2 separate regions of the Pan troglodytes genome follow, and region 1 is linked to region 2. A link is a contact called in public Hi-C data. All regions are on one chromosome and are shown on one strand. The core of a region is the stretch at or near the end of the contact, and the rest is flanking DNA. Distances in the headings are between cores, read along the strand shown.

Region 1 (4,384 bases), core at 1,136-3,635, 310 kb before region 2:
GGAATCCTGGCACTTTGGGAGGCCAAGGCAGGTGGATCACTTGAGGCAAGGAGTAAGACCAGCCTGGGCAACATGGCAAAGTGATGTCTCTCCAAAATATACAAAGATTAGCTGGGCACGGTGGTACATGTCTGTCATTCTGGCTACTCGGGAGGCTGAGGCATGAGAATTAGTAGAACCCAGGAGGCAGAGGTTGAAGTGAGCTGAGAGCGTGCCATTGCACTCCAGCCTGGGCGACAAGAGCGAAACTTCATCTCAAAAAAAAAAAAAAAAGCCACCCCTTCTTCCTTGTTTTTCCTACCATTACTTTTTTCCTGCTATTACACTCCACTTATTGCCACCTTCTTCAGGGACTGGTTTTCCTCTCTAGTTCTATACCATTCCATACAGTCACATACTCAACATCTGAAACATGGCCAGTGCCCCATGCTACAATGTGATTTCGACATAGTTTTAAATACAGGTTAAATACATTATTGAAATCAATTTCACCTGTTTTTTTTTTTTTTTTGAGATGGAGTCTGTCTCTGTCGCCCAGGCTGGAGTGCAGTAGTATAATCACGGCTCACTGCAACCTCCATCTCCCCAGGTGCAAGCGATTCTCATGCCTCAGCCTCCTGAGTAGCTGGGACTACAGGCTTGCACTAAGACGTCCGGCTAATTTTTGTATTTTTAGTAGAGACGGGGTTTCACCATGTTGGCCAGGCTGGTCTGCAACTCCTGGTTTCAAGTGATCCGCCCACCTCGGCCTCCCAATGTGCTGGGATTACAGATGTGAGCCACAGTAACTGGCCCCTACATTTTCTTTTCTTTCTTTTTTTTTTTTTTTTTTTTGAGACAGAGTGTTGCCCAGGATGGAGTGCAGTGGCGCGATCTCGGCTCACTGCAAGCTCCGCCTCCCGGGTTCACGCCATTCTCTTGCCTCAGCCTCCAGAGTACCTGGGACTACAGACGCCCGCCACCACGCGCGGCTAATTTTTTTTTTTTTGTATTTTTAGTAGAGACGGGGTTTCACCATGTTAGCCAGGATGGTCTCGATCTCCTGACCTCGTGATCCGCCCGCCTTGGCCTCCCAAAGTGCTGGGATTACAGGCGTGAGCCACTGCGCCCAGGGTGGCCCCTACATTTTCTTAGAGATGTTATGAACAGCAGGGTAACTAAAATGCAAACAGCCTCTTCCAGGCACCGAGGAATGGTTTAGTCTTTTTAGTGCTCTTATTTGCAAAAACCAGTTAACAAAGATTATCAACATTTCTATAGAACTTATTATGTGCCAGAATTAAGTCATTTATTCATGACAGCAACCTCCCGACCGCTGACAAAATAGGGACACTGAGGGACAAGAGGGGAAGGCAGGATTTGAACCTAATCAGTCGGGCTCCAGAATTCTGTCTCCCTAACCCTTAGATGATGTCACCTCTCAGGCTTCAATCTCACACAGCGCTACAGTTTTGTCATCGTTCCCCTTTGACAGGTGGAGAAACGGAGGCTGTAGAAATTCAGCACTTTCCCAAGGGTACAAGCCCAAAGTCATCGTGACTCCTGAAATCCCGCTCTTCATCCCTCTGCCACTCAGTTCACCATTACAGCCCTCGCTCACCTGGGCGCGGTGGCGAAAACATCGGGGTGCAGGTCGGCCAGGCCCACGCGCTCCTGCTCGAAGCCCCGCAAGGACTCGACCCAGGCCTGCACTGGGCGTCGATGAGTGGGTACCGGGAGCTCGACTTTGCGCAGCACGGGCTCCGGGAGACCTGGAGCGATTGCGGGGGTCAGAGGTTAGGGTCAAGGGTCAGACCTCTCTGTCGCCGCCCTTCCTGGAGCCACCCCGGTTGCCTTACCCTCGCTCGCCACCTGCTCCGGGTTCTCGGTCGCACGCGCTGCCTCTTCCGCCAGGGAACTCAGGCCCTGCAAGGGTTGGGCGAAAGTGAGAGACGACCCCTGGACACCCCCAAATTTCATCCTTCGACCACGCCTCCAGCCCCTGGCCTCACCTGGCAGCCGGTAGGCCGAAGCCAGGCCCGCGCCCCGGCCCGGACCAACTGCAGCATCGCCGCGCAGCCTCCCACGCCGCGGGAGGTCAAGGCCACTGGAGCCTCGCGAGGCGCCGCTGGATGACGTCACGCACGCGACGCCGCCCTACCCGCCGCGACTCCGCGCTGGAAAGCGGGGTGTGCAAAACCGAAGATGGAGGGGGTCCGACCCGGCGTGCCCAGACCTCCACCCCAGGACTAACCCCCAGATCCAATTTTCACTCCTGCCTCAAGGACCCTCCGTAACACTGGGGAACGCGACCTCACAGCAAGAAGACCCAGCTTCCGTAGGCCTAGCATACTTTGGGTCCCGCCTCCGACGAGCCGGTGCAGGAATTCAGCCAATGAGACCTCTCTGGCCCAATTCAGCCAATGACTGTTAAGCCTGAAGGAGTGACCCCCGCCCATAAGTGGGCAGTTCTGGAGCGAGCAACTAAGGAATACAGCCAATAACGCTTAAACTTTTGCTGTTGGTCACGCCCACCGGGCCACGCCTTCATCCCGCCTCCAAGGCTGTCGGAGATGGTTTTTTCTTTATCCAGTTATGTGGTTTTGTTTTTTTATTTGTTTTGTTGTTGTTGTTGTTGTTGTTGTTGTTTTTTGAGACGGAGTCTTGCTCTGTTGCCCAGGCTGGAGTGCAGTGGCGCGATCTCGGCTCACTGCAAGCTCCGCCTACTAGGTTCACGCCATTCTCCTGCCTCAGCCTCCCGAGTAGCTGGGACTGCAGGCGCCCGCCACCACGCCTGGCTAATTTTTTGTATTTTTAGTAGAGACGGGTATCACCGCGTTAGCCAGGATGGTCTCGATCTCCTGACCTCGTGATCCGCCCGCCTCAGCCTTCCAAAGTGCTGGGATTACAGGCGTGAGCCACCGTGCCTGGCGTTTTTTCATTTGTTTAAAGGCAGGGCCTTATTGCCCTCAGAAAGCCTTCAGGATTGGGCCTGCCAGACCATGCCTCCCAGTTTAGATTCCCCAGGGCAGGGCCATGTCCCCCCGAAACCCCTCAGATTAGGTATTTGTGTCCCTTACCCCCTAGACCAGGGTCCTCTCCCCTACCCCTTTAAACCAGGTCCCGTCCCCTCTCAGACCTTCCAGGGCTCTCCAAGGACAGAACAAAGTGGGGAGTCCACAGATCCTGGACTGCCTCCCTTGTCGCCCCCTAACAAATCCGAATGCTTATTTTTAGTTTCTTTGTTTTGGTTTTTAGAGACAAGGTCTTCCTCTGTCGCCCAGGCTGGAGTGCAATGGGCAAGATCATGGCTTACTGCAGCCTCGACCTCCAGAGCTCAAGGGATTCTCCTGCCTCTGTCTCCTGAGTAGCTGGTCTACAGGTGCGCAAGCCCGGCTCATTTTTGTATTGTATTTTTTTATTTTGTATTTGTATTTTGAGATGGAGTATCGCTCTGTCGCCCAGGCCGGAGTGCAGTGGTGCGAGATCGCACATCTCGGCCTCCCGGGTTCAAGCGATTCCCTGCCTCAGCTTACCGAGTAGCTGGGACTACAGGCGCCCGCCACCACGCGCGGCTAACTTTTTGTATTTTTAGTAGAGAGGGGGTTTCACCGTGTTAGCCAGGATGGTCTCAATCTCCTGACCTCGTGATCCGCCCGCCTCGGCTTCCCAAAGTGCTGGGATTACAGGCGTGAGCCACCGAGCCCGGCCCTAATTTTCGTGTTTTTATTAGAGACAGTGTGGCACCACGTTGGCCAGGCTGGTCTTGAACTCCTGACCTCAGGTGATCCACCCGCCTCGGCCTCCCAAAGTGCTGGGATTACAGGCCTGAGCCACCGCGCCCGGCCTAATTTTTTTTTTTTTTTTGTAGAGATGGCGGGGGGTGGGTCTCCCAATGTTGCCCAGGCTGGTCTTGAACTCCTGGGCTCAAGCAATTCTCCCGCATTGGTCCCCCAAAATGCTGGGATTACAGGCATGAGCTACTGTGGCCCACCCATTTTTAGGTTCTTTACCATGTTCCCGATAGACCTCCAGGGGGCGCCACCGGATCATAGCCGGCTTCCCTACCAGTCCAGGGCTGTCTACTTGGAGGCCAGTGCGTTCTGGACAGAGCACAGCTGACAACGTGGTCTGTGAACCAACCTCATTTTCCTCTGCTGGAAAAGGAGGTTATGAGATTTCAGTGACGTAATGGAGGCAAAGCTTCCCATGCCTGGTACAAGGTGAAAAGTCAATAAATAGCATTATTATTCTTTTTTTTTTGAGACAGAATCTCACTCTGTTGCCCAGGCTGGAGTGCAGTAGCGCGATCTTGGTTCACTGCAACCTCCGCCTCCCGGGTTCAAGCGATTCTCCTGCCTCAGCCTCCCGAGTAGCTGGGATTACAGGCGCCCGCCACTACGCC
Region 2 (4,094 bases), core at 1,329-3,828:
GGCCGAGGCGGGAGAATCCCTTGAACCCGGAAGGCAGAGGTTGTAAGCCGAGATCAAGCCACTGCACTCCAGCCTGGGTGTGACAGTGTGAGACTCCATCTCAAAAAAAAAAAAAAAAAAAAGAAGAATAAACGGGATGTCTTCGCAGGCTCAGACTCTATTTTGTGTCCACATCCTATGATGAGTGTCCTCAACCCAGTGCATGGTTGGTTGTTGCAAGGCGTGCTGGGGAGTGAGTGCTAGCTAGGTGCTCTCTTTGCTTAGAGTCACAGATGTCTCCCAATAACTGCAAAAAACAGGTCTTCTAAGAGGGGGAAAGCTTTTCCCCTAAGGTCACATGGCCAAGAAGTGGCAGCACCAGGGTTGAACCCAGATCTGTGGGTCACCAAGCTCTTTCTCATTGACCTGACAAAAACATCATCGACATGTTTTATCCCCAGTAGGGTTGAGACAGGAATGATCCAGGGTGGTCACAGGCAGCCGTTTCACATGACTAGAGGCTACGGGCTGATAAGATCCTGAAAACCAGGGTGTGGACCAAGCTGGCTAAGACCTACTGGACCCAACATGGTGTTACATTCTACCTAGGTTTCACCTAGGATCTCATTATGCACTCATTAAAATACTAAAATTACCCACCCACCAGCGCCCTTGACAGTTCCAGGGACACCCAAATTTGGTGTAAAAATGGGTGGCACCACAGTCCACCTTTTTCCAGTTTTCATGAATATTCCGTCCCTTGGTTAAAGAGATACACAGTGGCCTGTTGTGGTGGCTCACGCCTGTAATCTCAGCACTTTGGGAGGCCAAGGCGGGTGGATCACGAGGTCAGGAGTTTGAGACCAGCCTGGCCAATATGGTGAAACCCCGTCTCTACTAAAAACACAAAAAATTAGCCGGCTGTGATGGCGCACACCTGTAATCCCAGCTACTCAGGAGGCTGAGGCAGGAGAATTGCTTGAACCCGGGAGGCAGAGGTTGCAGTGAGCCGAGATCACACCACTGCACTCCAGCCTGGGTGACAGAGCGAGACTTTGTCTCAAAAAAAAAAAAAAAGAGACACATAAAGGTAGCAGTCCCAAACCACCTTGCCCATCTCTCTCTCTTAAGTACGCCCACTCCCTTTTCTCAAGTGTGGACTTTTCCCTTAACAAAAAAATCTCCGAACTTTTCATGATTTTCTGATTCCTCCTTGAATTCATTCTTGCGACGGTGTTAAGAGCCTGGACACCAGCTGGGGTCGAGGCCCCACCAGCGTCTGGGGAGACCCCTCCTAGCCCAACAGTATCAGGGTCACAAAAATGCCAGGCTTCCTGGCCTCGCATATTTTATGCCCGATTTCTTTCTAGTCTGACTTATTTGCCCGCCCCCCTCCTCCACCTCTGCCTACATATATCCGAATCCCTAGAGGGGCTGTGGGGAGGAAAGACGACTAGGGACACTTTTTTTTTTTTTTTTTTTTTTTGAGACAAGTTTTGCTCCTGTTGCCCAGGCTGGAGTGCAATGGCACGATCTCTGCTCACTGCAACCTCTGCCTCCCAGGTTCAAGCGATTCTCCTGTCTCAGCCTCCCGAGTAGCTGGGATTCCAGGCATGCACCACCACGCCCGGCTAATTTTTGTATGTTTTAGTAGAGGTGGGGTTTTGCCATATTGGCCAGGCTGGTCTTGAACTCCTGACCTCAGATGATCCACCCTCCTCAGCCTCCCAAATTGCTGGGATTACAGGCGTGAGCCACCGCGCCCGGCCTAGGGACACTTTTGGAGGAGTGAGAGGCAGAGAAAGGCTGGAAAGCCTCCCGAAAGAGAGGCTAGACAAGGACGCCCTTCATATGCAAATGGCTTCGCGTGGAGGCGGTGTTAATATTTTGATTCTCTCGGGGGATGTGGTCTTTCATCTTGGGCTATTGAAACAGGAGCGAAGAGAAAGTCTTCCAGGTGTGGCGGAGGCGGGGAGGCTTCCAGCGGGAGGACTGGTGGGGAAATGGGGCGCCCGGGGAGAGTGAAAACGAGACGCCCCTTTTTGAGGCCAAGCCCACCCACGTGGCCATTTCCATTGGCCTCTTGCCTGATTCTCGGTCTCCTGTCCCCCCAACCTCAATTTTTTCCTCTTATTCCCCGTCTCCATCTATGCCTCACCCCTCTTGTCCTGGCATTGACCCCTCCTCCAACTTCCAATTTCAGATTCTGCCTCAGTTTCCCTGTTGACTGTTGAGTTTTTAGGGAGGGGGCGTTCATCATTTCCCTTCTCTGCTACCAGGCCTTCCTCCTATTCCTCTCCCCCAACCATTCGTCCCCGTCCCACCTGCAACGTGGGAAATGCCCCCGGAGGGTGAAATTTACAAACACGTGACGGGCACCCCTCCCCCCACCTCCGCGACCCGCTCCCGGAATGGCCTGGGGGTTGGGGGGCGCTGCCAAGTCCTGTCCTCAGGTCCCCTCGCCGGGGCTGGCTCCCCCACTTCCCCGCCCCTCACCCCCCCACCCGACCCTGCTCGAGCTGCTCCAGAAGAGGAGCTGGGGGCGGGGCGGGGGGCGGAGCCCGCAACAAAGACTCGGAGCGAGCGAGGGGGCGGGGGTGGGGCGGAATCCCGGCCGCCGGCGAGGCGGGGGAGGCGGCGGCGCAGGGTCGCCCCGGCCGGGCGGGCGGGGTCGCGCCTGGTGGCGGTCCCCGCGCCGAGGCGCCGCTAGGGCGGGCGGGGGTCGGGACGCCGGGCTGGGGGCGCGTCATGTGGCCGCTCACGGTCCCGCCGCCGCTGCTGCTGCTGCTGTGCTCAGGCCTGGCCGGACAGGTAGGGGCCCGGCGGGCAGGTGCGGGCGCGGGTGGCTCCGGGAGAGGAGGGGGGCGCGGAGGGTTCCCGGAGAAACGGGGTTGGGAGGCTCCACAAGCCCCCCCAGCTGCAGGGCGGCGAGGGGCGGGGGTCGCAGCGGGGGAGGGGCCGGGACGTGCACTCTCTGGCTTGGGAGAGGACAAGGGGGGCTTCAAATCCAGCCTCAAGCTGGGCTGGTTTGGGGGGTGGCGTCTTTGGGATTCTCAACCCCTCCATGGCCCCGAGCCCCCACCCCGCCATCTCGCTGGAGCTGAATGGGGTTGGGAGGGAAACTTCAGGGGGCATTGGAGGGGGGCGGTTGCTTACCCTTGACTTCCTCTTCGGGGCCGAGATGCCCAGTTTCTGAAGCCCCCCACTCCTCGCCTGCAGCCCCCAGTGTGGGGCAGGGGACGGGACTCACGTGAGAGTGACTGACGGGGACGCGTGTGAAATGCTGTGGGGGTGCAGGGTAAACGTGTGTGTCTTTGTGTCGTGGTTGGGTGTGACCGGGGGGAGTTTGTGTGTGTGGCGGTTGGGGGGCTTGTCCAACTAGTGCCTGAGTTGGGGTGTGATCAGTACGTGAGACAGAGTCTGTGTGTGACCGTGTCCTCATTACTGGCTCCAGATGACTGGGTGTTGTACAATACGTGTGTGGCCAGGTGTGTGGCCGTGTGAGAGCCTTGGAGTGAGCGTGTGCTATTCTGTACCTTTGGGTAAATCACTCTAAAAGGGTGTGTGTGTGTGTGCAAACGTGTCCATCCATGCACGTGTGTGTGTGTGTCTTGGTGCCTTGCTCACAACCGCACACGCCATTCATACCCTTACAGAAGCAGGTCTCCCTCCCCATGGCACCTTTCTCTTGGGCAGGCTCAGGGAGGCTTGCAAAATGTGGGGCGTCCACGCTCTCTTTTGCTATTGGAAAGCCCCTCTCCTCCTCCATCTTGGAAGTGAGAGCACCCCCAAGTTCTCAGATCTGTAGGAGTTCACAGGGGAGCTGGGATCAAAAATAATAAAATAGTCATTATGATAACAGTGATCATTCATTACGTGCTAATTTGAGAGGTGCTGTTTCAATCACACAGCACAGACTAAGGCATTTAACCCCCTCTGCCTCCTCCCTACTAGAGCATGGTATTGTTACCTCATTTTATGGATGGGGAAACTGAGGCACAGAAAAGTTAAATCACTTGCTCAAGCTCGAGAGTGACAGAGGTGGGACTGAACCGAGGCAGTCCGGCTCCTGAGCCCACACGATTACCCTCTTGTTAAATAATCCGCCCCATGGG

The links. A called contact is a pair of places that touch in the nucleus more often than the background predicts.
Region 1: a contact with region 2 is called in a Hi-C map of stem cell-derived neural progenitor cells, with 5 times the contacts expected there. The contact joins the promoter of MRPL4 here to the promoter of OLFM2 in region 2. A contact is called at or near these places in 1 of 7 Hi-C or Micro-C datasets (stem cell-derived neural progenitor cells), 1 of 1 datasets of contacts at active chromatin or transcription factors (stem cell-derived excitatory neurons) and 1 of 1 other capture datasets (stem cell-derived neural stem cells).

Annotation. Positions count from the first base shown.
Region 1 is chr20:12,975,173-12,979,556 of NHGRI_mPanTro3-v2.0_pri, reverse strand. It overlaps MRPL4 (mitochondrial ribosomal protein L4), which reads right to left and starts at 2,385. Exons shown (of 9, transcript XM_001164062.7): 1 at 1,992-2,385; 2 at 1,839-1,905; 3 at 1,601-1,751. The coding sequence starts at 2,048.
Region 2 is chr20:12,663,388-12,667,481 of NHGRI_mPanTro3-v2.0_pri, reverse strand. It overlaps OLFM2 (olfactomedin 2), which reads left to right and starts at 2,578. Exons shown (of 6, transcript XM_003316100.5): 1 at 2,578-2,790. The coding sequence starts at 2,728.